Linked DNA regions of Zea mays: region 2 is linked to region 1. A link is a contact called in public Hi-C data. All regions are on one chromosome and are shown on one strand. The core of a region is the stretch at or near the end of the contact, and the rest is flanking DNA. Distances in the headings are between cores, read along the strand shown. Region 1 has its middle 10 kb from the start of LOC100284580. Region 2 has its middle 43 kb from the start of LOC542662.

Evidence for each region. A called contact is a pair of places that touch in the nucleus more often than the background predicts.
Region 2: a contact with region 1 is called in a Hi-C map of ear, with 4 times the contacts expected there. The contact joins two enhancer-like sites. A contact is called at or near these places in 5 of 25 Hi-C or Micro-C datasets (ear, endosperm, leaf and 1 more).

The regions. Positions count from the first base shown.
Region 1 is chr7:88,984,040-88,989,630 of Zm-B73-REFERENCE-NAM-5.0, reverse strand. It overlaps the pseudogene LOC118473023. Among protein-coding and RNA genes, the nearest start is that of LOC100284580, 10 kb to the right of the region's middle. Within about 2 kb of position 1,405, at least 10 of the 20 cell types and tissues checked have an H3K27ac peak or open chromatin away from gene starts, as enhancers often do. A contact at or near this core is called in ear and leaf, where this site is marked.
Region 2 is chr7:89,197,356-89,202,346 of Zm-B73-REFERENCE-NAM-5.0, reverse strand. It overlaps a transcript of LOC542662 not described here. Among protein-coding and RNA genes, the nearest start is that of LOC542662, 43 kb to the left of the region's middle. Within about 2 kb of position 3,461, at least 20 of the 20 cell types and tissues checked have an H3K27ac peak or open chromatin away from gene starts, as enhancers often do. A contact at or near this core is called in ear and leaf, where this site is marked.

The DNA of each region.
Region 1 (5,591 bases), core at 156-2,655:
ATGTTAAAACATCACACCAAGGCCTACAACCACAGATGTACGCCACTTCGCTTAGAGTGCTAGAGATATAGAGTGAAGAGAGTTGGGGCTTTACTGTGGTGATGAGGGAATCTCTGGTTTTACCCCCCCTTCCCTCATATATAGTCGTCAAAGCAACAATCCAACTTCTCTATGGGGGGAGAGAAACATTGTGCCTGAAGGTTCACTTATCAAAAGAAACAAAATGTTCTCACGGACTTCATGAACGCTAGTACTTAGCATAAGGTCCAAGTGTGGAAAAGGATCGATTGGGACACTAATGTAGAAGTTTAGGTGAAGCCCTTCATTGTGGATGCCACAACAAAAACCTAGTAGACCTTCATCAAGGCTCTTACAGGAGGGCCTTCACATAAGTCCTCCATTCTTCAGGGTGCCTTTAGGATAGGTCGACAGGCCAAGGGCTGCTAGAGGCCCACCAGGATGGTCAAAGATAATAGAAGAATCGAGCATAGAACACCAAAAAGTGCAACCATAGTGGTGTAAGTCATGAAGGCTAAGCCATATAGCTCAGTTGTGATATCCTGGTCCAAGGCTTAATAGGATTGATATAATACTCATACCAGCAAGGTGCATCTTCTTTTTCCGAAGCCAGTCTCAAAAGAACTTCTAGGTTAAGCGTGCTTGCCCCAAAGCAATCTTGGGATGATTGACCGACCGGGAAGTCTTCTCGGGTGCGCATGAGTAAGGACAAAGTGTGCACAAAATAATTGTATTGGTCTGTGGGGATGATATATGATCCTAGAGGGCTGTTAGGAGTAAGTACTACCGGTCCATGAGTGGCCGGAGTTTTACAAATGGTATCAAAGACGACTCTCATTGTTTCACATGCGTGTGTGGGCTAGGGGGTTTGGGCATATAGTGCATGCCGCATGTGGACACAGAGTGGTCACATGACATAGCATCTGACTACACTAGACATACAGATGTTGCCAAGAATGGAGGTTCCTAACTACACATGACATAGTTAAATATTTTTTCATATTAGCGAAAGATATTTTTCACGAGATTTATATAGTTTAGTTGGAATTTTTACGGTCTATTTGTAGGTTTTTATGTAAAAAAATCTTAGATACATTTTTTGAGATTTTAAAATCTTATGAAGCATTTAACAAAGAAAAAGAAAATCTAAAAAGAGTACAAAAACCACTGCCAGCCATAGTAGGGAAGTAACCTGAATATAATATAGGGTTTAAGGAGTTAGATGTCTGCTTTATTGTTTAGGAAGGAGCGAAAATCAGACCCCCGTACAAATAGTTTGAACAGCTAGAAAGAATCTTTTTTTTTCACTTGTATGATGCGGCATACGTACAGACGGTACGCTTCGTATTGGGCTGGTTCGTGGGCCGAGCAGGCCCATGGCTGGTCCATGGTTTCTCTTGTGTACTAGGAACTTGGTATTAAGTGGGTGTTTAGGATGACTCTAGTTCAAATTTCAGTGTGGTGCTGTAGTATATAATATTAATTTAATTATTTTTAAAAATATTTTAATCTAAATAGTAAAAAATAATTTATCTAAATGTTTCTAAAGACTTAAGCTTCAGCTCCACGATTTTCTGGAGCATCTAATGACCTACTCCACCAACTCTATCAAATTTTCTGAAGCTGGAGCTATCTGTTGCCATAATATCCACAATTATATAAAATATAGTGCAAAGCGAGCACTCGAACCATACCGCCTGCTACAAAAATTTAGAGCTAACTATCAGACCACATTTACTTTTATATGATATATAAAAATCGTAGTAAAACACGATCAACTGCTAGTATATGCATATGTACGCACGATGAGCTTTGTTGCGCATTCACAGTCGCTGTCAGCATGTTTCACCCGCTGCATACAATTGGAATAAACGAGCTTTCGCCGTGAAAGGGATGTGACACGTTAGGGCGACTAGGCGTGCATGCATGCATGAACACACAGAGAGAGAAAGACATTTATATTAAATTGTATGAAGCTGCATGGCAGGCATTCATCATTCTGGTCAGAACCCTTACTATTATTTAGGGCCCCTTTGGCAGGGCTCTGGCTTCTCCAAAAATGACTTTGGCTCTGACTCACGAGGTGAAGCCACTTCTTTAGATGAGCCAAAGCCGTTCTGAAAAATCATTTGGCAAAACGGCTTATAGGTTGTTTTTCAGAAAGACCCTATACTGGTCGATCTCTCCTGTACGTGGCTAGGGATTGAGGGTAGGACCAAAAAAAATAATTTAGGCTAGTGGGAGGGCTATTGTGCAAAAATGACGTGAGCTGAAGCCGGGTGAGCCACTTTTTTTGGCTCATGTCCTCTAGTTCATTTTGGAAAAGCACTTCACTGGTGAAGCCATTTGAAAAAGAGGTGTTTGGTACAACTTTTGCATGAGCCAGAGCCGAAGCTGAAAAATAAGCCCTACCAAAGGGTCCCTTACTCTCGTCCTGCTCTCTATAGCCTGTCCGTGCCGTGCCTGCTGCCTTGAGCCCTGCAAGATGGACAAACTGCTGCATCCGCACCGCATGCATGCACAACCGGCCGGTGTGAAGCGGATCAATGCATGCGCGCGTTCTCTCTAGCTAGGACTAGTAGGTACATATAAAATGAAATCATTGGCTGAAGCTGCATGCGGCACACATAGCATGCATGCAAATGAAACCTACGCGGGCATGCATGCATGTCGTCGTCGTTGACCTTGCATGCATCATTTCGATCGGGCCGGAACTCGGAAGCCATGCATGGATGCATGCCTGCGTGGTTCATTCGTCAACGTATACTACTACTGTGTCTGTGTTCCAGATCCATGTGCGCGCGACAAATTTGTCACACGCAAAAGCGACGTGCATATGTACGTGTGCGCGCGCAAAACACAAGCAAGCAAGGCTCATATCATGGCACGCTACTATATGCAAGCTTTATTGCTCATCTCTGCCAACAGACGTACGTACATGTGCATGGCGCATGCAAAGCAACGTCCTGAGTGACGATCGATGATGAACCCCTTTTTGTTTCCTAGCTAAGCTTCACAATTTGTAATAATCACAAAGCTACTATAGCTAAAAGAGAATTGAAGATAAAAGACAGGGAGAAAAAGTGAAAGTTAAAGGGGCACAAGCAGCGCCGTACGTGGAAATTTACCAACAAGCACCTAGCACAGCAGCCATGCACACATGCATTCGCGTGCTACGTAAGAATTCTTGCGTACATACTCAACTTTATAGTTTTAAAAAATATTATATATATATATATATATATATATATATATATATATATATATATATATATATATATATATATATATATATATATATATATATATATATATATATATATATATATATTCAGTGCCTTTGTGGGTGGAATGGCTTGTCAAATGCTGGCATAAGCTGGGCCTTGGGAACCATCTCCTTCCTCATCAGCTTTATCTCGCGCTCCTCCATCAGCTATATATTTTTATATATATTTATATGTATGAGCATTTCGATCAGCGGGGGAATAAACACTAGTAGAAAAGAGCTCATAGCCTGCGGCACTCATAAATTATCACTGGCGGTTTCAGTTATCGCGCGCCAGTAAAAAAAAACGAGGCGGGCCCGGCTTGGGAACCGCCAGTGGAAACCAATTTCCACTGGCAGTTATCTTAACACAACCTGTAACAGAACCGCCAGTGGAAATATGGCAGTTGTGTTAAGATAACCGCCAGTGGAAATAGATTTTCACTGGCGGTTTTTCAAGCCAACCGCCAGTGAACTGTCTGTTATAAATACCCCTCTTCTTCCCCCCGACAGTGAACTGTATGCTCGCAGCCAACTTCCATTGGAGGCGATTTTGGAGGTCCAGATTTCACAAAAATATAAGGGGGGAGGTTTTGGTCTTCATTTCTTGGAAGAAGGTGGATAAGAAAGGTTGGTTTATGTTTCTTTGTCAATTTTTGTTCATTCTTGCTCAATTTTAGCCACATTTTGGATCTAGGGTTTTACATGTGAGAGAGAAGAGTATAGCTAGGTTATTTTCTCTTTTTCCTCAAATGAGGTTGCTTAAGATGGTTAGTTTTTGTCTATTCCCTCTCCTTTTTCATGTTTAGTTCTCAAATAAGTTTATCCATAACACATATTTAGTTGCTTAATGAATGGTGAATGTGTTGTATGGAAGGTTGGTTTAATTATGTTTCAATTGTCAATTATTGTTCATTTTTGCTCAATTTTAACTACATTTTGAAACTAGGCTTTCACCATGTGTTAGAGATAGGTTTGGGTATTAAAATTTTTTGTTTATTAGTTGATAGGAAAGTTTGGCTTATGTTTCTTTTGCCAAATTTTGTTCATTTTTCCTCCATTTTAGCCACATTTTGGATCTAGGGTTTCACCATGTGTTAGAGATAAAGTAGTTAGGTTGCCTAATCGATCCAACCGCCTATGCTTCATCCTTCCCGACAAAAACTGTGTAGCTCGCGCGCAGCCCAACTTTTATTGGAAGGCCAGATTTCACAAAATACAAGGGGAGGTTTTGATCTTTATTTTTTGGAAGAAGGTCGCTAAGAAAGGTTGTTCATGTTTCTTTTGCCAATTTTCTTTATCCATGATATATTTAGTTGTTACGAAATATTGGTATATGTTTCTCTTGCCAATTTGTGTGCCTTGTGTGTTTTATGTTACTTTTTTACAGGTGATGATGGAGAGGATATCCTGGATGTATAACTTATCAAGGCTAGATCCATCATACATATCTGAGGTCCATAAGTTTATTGTTGTCGCTACGAACCATGCTTGGAGAACAAAGACAAAGCACATATATTATTCATGCATGGACTGCAAAAATGCTGTTGTATTTGATGACACAGAACAAATCATATCTCATCTGGTATGCCGAGGATTTGTGAAGGATTACATAATTTGGACAAAGCATGGAGAGGGTAGCTCTTCGCCTTATACAGCTGGAAACCCTGCGAACATCGACGACAGCTTTCAGTTCGTTCACGAGACACAACAACCTCTTCCACAGAGCGAACATGTAGTGCCAAATGTTACTGATCATGGTTACGCCAGAGGAAATGAACGTGAAAGAACCCATGTTCTGCCAAATGTTATGGACGAGGAAGATGCAGAGTTGTTAGAGGCAATGTTGCGTCGTCATACAGATCCATCGATGTTCTTCATGAAAGGTATGGAGTCCCTGAAGAAGGCAGCAGAAGAGCCTTTGTACGACGAGTCTAAGGGCTGTACCAAAGAGTTCACGATGCTCCGGTCTGTGTTAAAGTTGTTGATGTTAAAATCTAGATATGGTCTGTCTGATGCTGGCTTCGATGCGTTCTTGAGTATTGTCGCAGACATGCTTCCAAAGGAGAACAAAGTGCCTGCTAACACGTACTATGCAAAGAAACTAATCAGTCCACTCACTATGGGCGTGGAGAAGATCCACGCGTGTAGAAATCACTGTATCCTTTATCGAGGTGATGATTATAAAGACTTGGAGAGCTGTCCAAAGTGTGGTGCAAGTAGGTACAAGACGAATAAAGACTATCGAGAGGAAGAGTGTGTTGCATCTGTGTCTAAAGGGAAGAAGCGAAAGAAAGCCAAAAAGAAG
Region 2 (4,991 bases), core at 2,212-4,711, 210 kb before region 1:
CAAAGGGCCGGGTCTTTTCCAACCCTAATCCTCCACAAGCCGACCACAAAGGTCAAGGCAATCTCTTCTCAAATCTGCTCAAGGAGCGGGTGATACAAACTTCTTGGGGTCGTCCACAAATTTGGAGACTCCCAAGCAACCTCTAACCGTCAAGGAACACGAGGTTCCAAGAGTAACAAATCCGCACACGGTCAAGTTTGCAACGAGCTCAAGAACAAGAGAAAGGGAGAATCAAGATGAAATTGACAGCGAGTTCGATCGAGTTCACCTCACACCAAGGGTCCTTCAAATGATTGAAGGAGATGCGATTGCGGGTGTGAGAGGTGAAGTGAATGCTCTTGTTTGAGGGTTGGTCAGCCAAAGATTCGTGGGAGAGGCAGAAGTAAATGAGAGAGAGAGTGTGAGGGGGGTATATAAGGGATCCCCCAAAAGCTGGCAGCCGTTGGGAGAAAGAGGGCAAAAACCGGTTGAACCGGTTTTCAAACCGGTTGAACCGGTTTCTACCAGGGGGATCCCGGTCCACTGGTCTACTCAGCCGGACACTGGACCGGTTTCAAAAACCGGCTGAGTAGGGTCAAAATTCGGCTCAACCGGTTTCAGAAAAATATCTGCTCCGACTTTTCTGACAGCTCTGACTGTCAGACAGGTCAGAGCAGAGGTGGCAGGATGAACAGTACCAAAACCGGTTGAACCGGTTTTGGGACCGGTTGAACCGGTTTTGGGGGCTGAAACCAAACTTTGAGAATTTTGAAGAGAACTTAGGTGGAGACTTTGTGGGAAGTGAAATTTGTTTTTCTCAAGAGCATTCATGATCTGGGAAAAATGATCTCAAGGAGTTTTTCAAAAGAATTGAACTTGGCTCGTTTCACAACTTACTTAACCGTCGCGGATCCCTCTTAATTGTACGGCGATTCCTATGACTCAAGAATTATAAACTTAGTACCGCCGACGATTCATAGCACTTGGAGCACGCCATTTGATGTGGAATTTTAAATCTGCTGTGCTTTATACTTTTACGCTCGTAGGATCTGTGCTTCTCCTGTCTGTAAAAATACTGTGTACACACTAGGAGCAAACTTGTTAGAATCTTAGTTTGTTTTGTCATTAATCACCAAAACCCTCAATTAGGGTTGATTGCACTTACACAACCAGGGCATGGCCAGCATGTGCAGCCAGCGCAACCGACCTTGAAGGGATGCGTGGAGGGTGCAACTGGTCGGGACGGGGTGCAGGGAGGTGTGAGCAGTCAGGGAGAGGTGTAGCCAAGGCGTGGCTGGCTGGCTGGAAGGTGCACAGAAAAGGAGTGTAGGATTATGGGGAGACTACACTACCGCAAAACAAAATTTTTGACACCATAAAACCAATATCTACTGATGTTATAGGTCACGGGATTAGCACTAGATGTGCAAGGCAACGGAAGCCATTTTGATGTAGACGAACTCATCGAGCATTGTCGTGTGGTTCGTCCTAGTGCTCCAGAAGCAGCCCTTTCGAGGTATCCACACGTGCAAGGAGGAAGCGCTACGCACCGGATTACTAGGTTTGCGACTGCGGCGTGGTGAGGACGAGAGGGGCATGACTGTTGGTATTCTGGTGGGCAAATTAGGTTAGCCCTAATCGCGTCTCCACCCCTCATTATATAGGTATTCTGATGGGCTTTTAACTCGGAGGCCCATCAACAACCTTAAACCCAGTCTAATTCGGATCTTATCGAATTAAGCTTCCATCCCCTTAAGTTTGTGACCTTATAGGTTCACGTACACTTATTTAGTCCGAGTACTCTTATTTAGCCCAATAATTGACAATGGCCTCTACCAAGACATGTCATCTCCTATGCACACGTGAAGATCATACAAATCATCACAACATTATGTACATGTTGTTCCCTTTATCTCACGATATTTAGTCTGGCTCTAATAAGCTAACCTCTCTTTCTAGATACTGTGATTTGGAGTCTTTTCATAGGTTAGCTCTTAAACTCTAGCACGTTCATGTATTTCTTGATCCAATCACTCGAGGGGCCCAGAGATATGCTCTCAAGAAGAGAGGGACAAATTCCATATTGACTGACCATGCATCATAGCATGCTTCATGACAAACCCAAAACTACTTTTATAACTATTACGAATGCAGAGAAGCTGTCCCAAACAATCCCTACAACTGGCATAGGACTTCTATGCTCCGAAGAGTGGATGAACGTGTGGACAGGGCACCGGGCGAGTAAATTTGGAGAAAACAAAATTTGCCTTTTAATATTAGGCATAGAATGGATGGCAAACCATACCCATTTCCATTTTTTTAGTTTCGGGAAATGTCATGAGAAAATAATCTATGTACGTCCTACATTGCAGTAGTGCTGCTTTAGACAAGCTGCAGCGTGCGTGTCTGCATCACATGTTTGTTAGCCACCCCTCTGAGCCTCTTGACTGATTGGAGATGGTTCTTTTATTTTTTTTCTTACACAGGGTTGTCATGGTTTGCTGCTCCGCCAGCTAGTTCGCGGTTCATTTGCGGTCGCAGCATAGACAGACGGATGGCCAGTTCTCTCCCATTTGGAGTCTACTGCAAGCCTGAATTGTGGCATTCGTGCATGCCCTTGGGCATCATAAACTGTAACTGCTGCTTCCAGCTGCCAGACTGAAACTTGAGGCGGCATGATCGAAGTGATTTGTCATTTGTCCCCTGGGTAGCGGCAGGTTGATGGACGCATGCATGCATGCATGATATAGGCCAAAAACTGCCGCTGTGTACTCGAAGCAGGCAACTGTACAATACAACCCTGTGTAACTTGTAAACTAGAGGACTTGTTTGGAAGAAACCCTGTGCAACCCTGTGTATTGTAGTACTAGTTTCACCGAAGGTGTTGTTTGGTAATGAGATATACAGCAGTACCTCCATGGGTGTGTGTTGTCTGTTCTCCAAAGAAATGCTGTACTGGTGCTAGAGAAAGTGTGGAACTGAAGCACAGTTTGCTTTAGAAATAGAGATGACGGCATGTCTCCTTCCATCACTCCAATGCAGTTGCGCTAGCAATCTGTGCCGTGCCATGGGCCATGGCAGGGGGAGTAGAGAGTAGAGACTAGGGACAGCAAGTAAGCAGGCTGCTGGAGGTGAGCCATGGTAGCTGCTGGCACTGGCATTGGGAGCGATGCTTGCCGATGCACGGTTGGGAGGGAGTGGGACGGGCTGCACTGCACCCGGCCGTGTCCCGCGGCTTTTGTGCTGCGGCGGTGCTCACTGCCTCGACAGACAAGCATGGCGCTTCCGCCCGGCCGTCTGGTGCTGAGCCCACCGTGGTCTCCTGGGCCACAGCAACATCTGAGGCCTCATTTGTTTCAAGCGCCTGCAACTCACGGTCACGGCACCCATCCATTTGCTCTCTCTCTCTCTCCATCCCTCCAGGATACGAACAAATGAGAGAGAGAACATGCGTACGGTACGGCATGAATGAATGAGAGAGAGAAGAAGGGGGAAGAGGTAGGGTGGCCCACTCCAGTAGGGCTCCGAGCGAAGAGGTAGTAGGGCCGGGTGTGTGTGGCCGCGTGGGGAAAAGGCAAACAACGCGGCCGCCTTTTGTGGGCCCACAGGCGTGGCGCCGGAGGGCCTCCCTTTAATTTCCGCGAGGATGGAGATGGATCCTTCCAAAGCCACGCATGTGATGGCCCACAACCACAACCCCGCTCCATTATCATCTTCCACATTCTACCGTACGTTCTCTTTCATGGAACAATACTCGCGAGTACTTTCGAACAAGAGATCTATCCCATCAGTAGCCTTATGCTCCCTCCGTTCATAAATGTAATGTATGACACCATTGATTTTTTAAAAAAACTTTGACCACTCATCTTATTCAAATAATAATAAATTATTATTTTTTATTTATTTTATCACTTAAGGAAGTTTATATTTTATTTAAAATTTTATATTTTTAAATAAATATTTTGAATAAGACGAGTGATCAAATTTTTTTTAAAAAAATCAACGATGTTATATATTTGTGAATGGAGGTAGTACTTCTTTTTCTTTTGTCACAAGTAGGATTGTCGTTAGCCCTAGCTACCTAGACGTTTTCGGTGGCAGCTAGTGGGTTCATGTGGGGGACGATGCATGCATGGATTGTTCTTCTCTCTCTCTTAAAGAGCTGATGTTGTCCAGGACTCTATGTTCTTGGCGGTGTGTTTGTGTGGGGGTTGGTTTTGCGAGGAGCATGTGTGGCCTCTTGGTGGTGGCCTGGTGGCGGTCATGTTATTTAAACAAACAACGACGACATCTTGAGCGCTTGGTCTTCTGCTTTGCCAATTAGGTTGCAAGCTGAGTTTTGCGCCGCGCGCAGGTTATTTGTTTGTTTTGTTTTTCTGTAGTTTCCTTTTTCGATTGCCTGGTTATGGCCTCCCGAGACACAGTCCTATATTTTCTTTTGCTATATCAACATGGGCAAAGTCTCATCCTATTTCAGAAGTCAAATCAAATGCGAACCATACACGTGTCAGGATCCAAATAACGCGCACAACGATTACACAAATAATATACCATTGCACAATGCTCGAATAAAACAGAGTATTTAACACTATTACAAAATAGTCTTATACATAACATTATGTAACGACACTTACGCAGAAACGAAAGTATGGGAAGTCGATAGAGAACATAGCCCTCCACAATCATCTGTCTGGAGGAGATTACAAGCCCAATCTTCATACTTGTCGAAGTCTTTGAACTCTTGAAGATCGGCTTCAGCAGCATCTTTTTCTTCAAATGAGCATGGGTTGCAATATGGCAACCTAGTGTTTGTGTGAAAGCAAGAGTGAGTACACACCATACTTAGCAAGTGCTCATTTTGGGTGAAGTGGATTAGTTTTTTGTGGGGTTAGGCTCTTAGCGGTTGTTTTTAATTCATCAAGTGTTTATTATTGGTACAAGCCAAACTTTAACATTATCCTGGGTTTATCAACCCATCAATCATATCCTCAACGAGGAACATCGTTACCAAT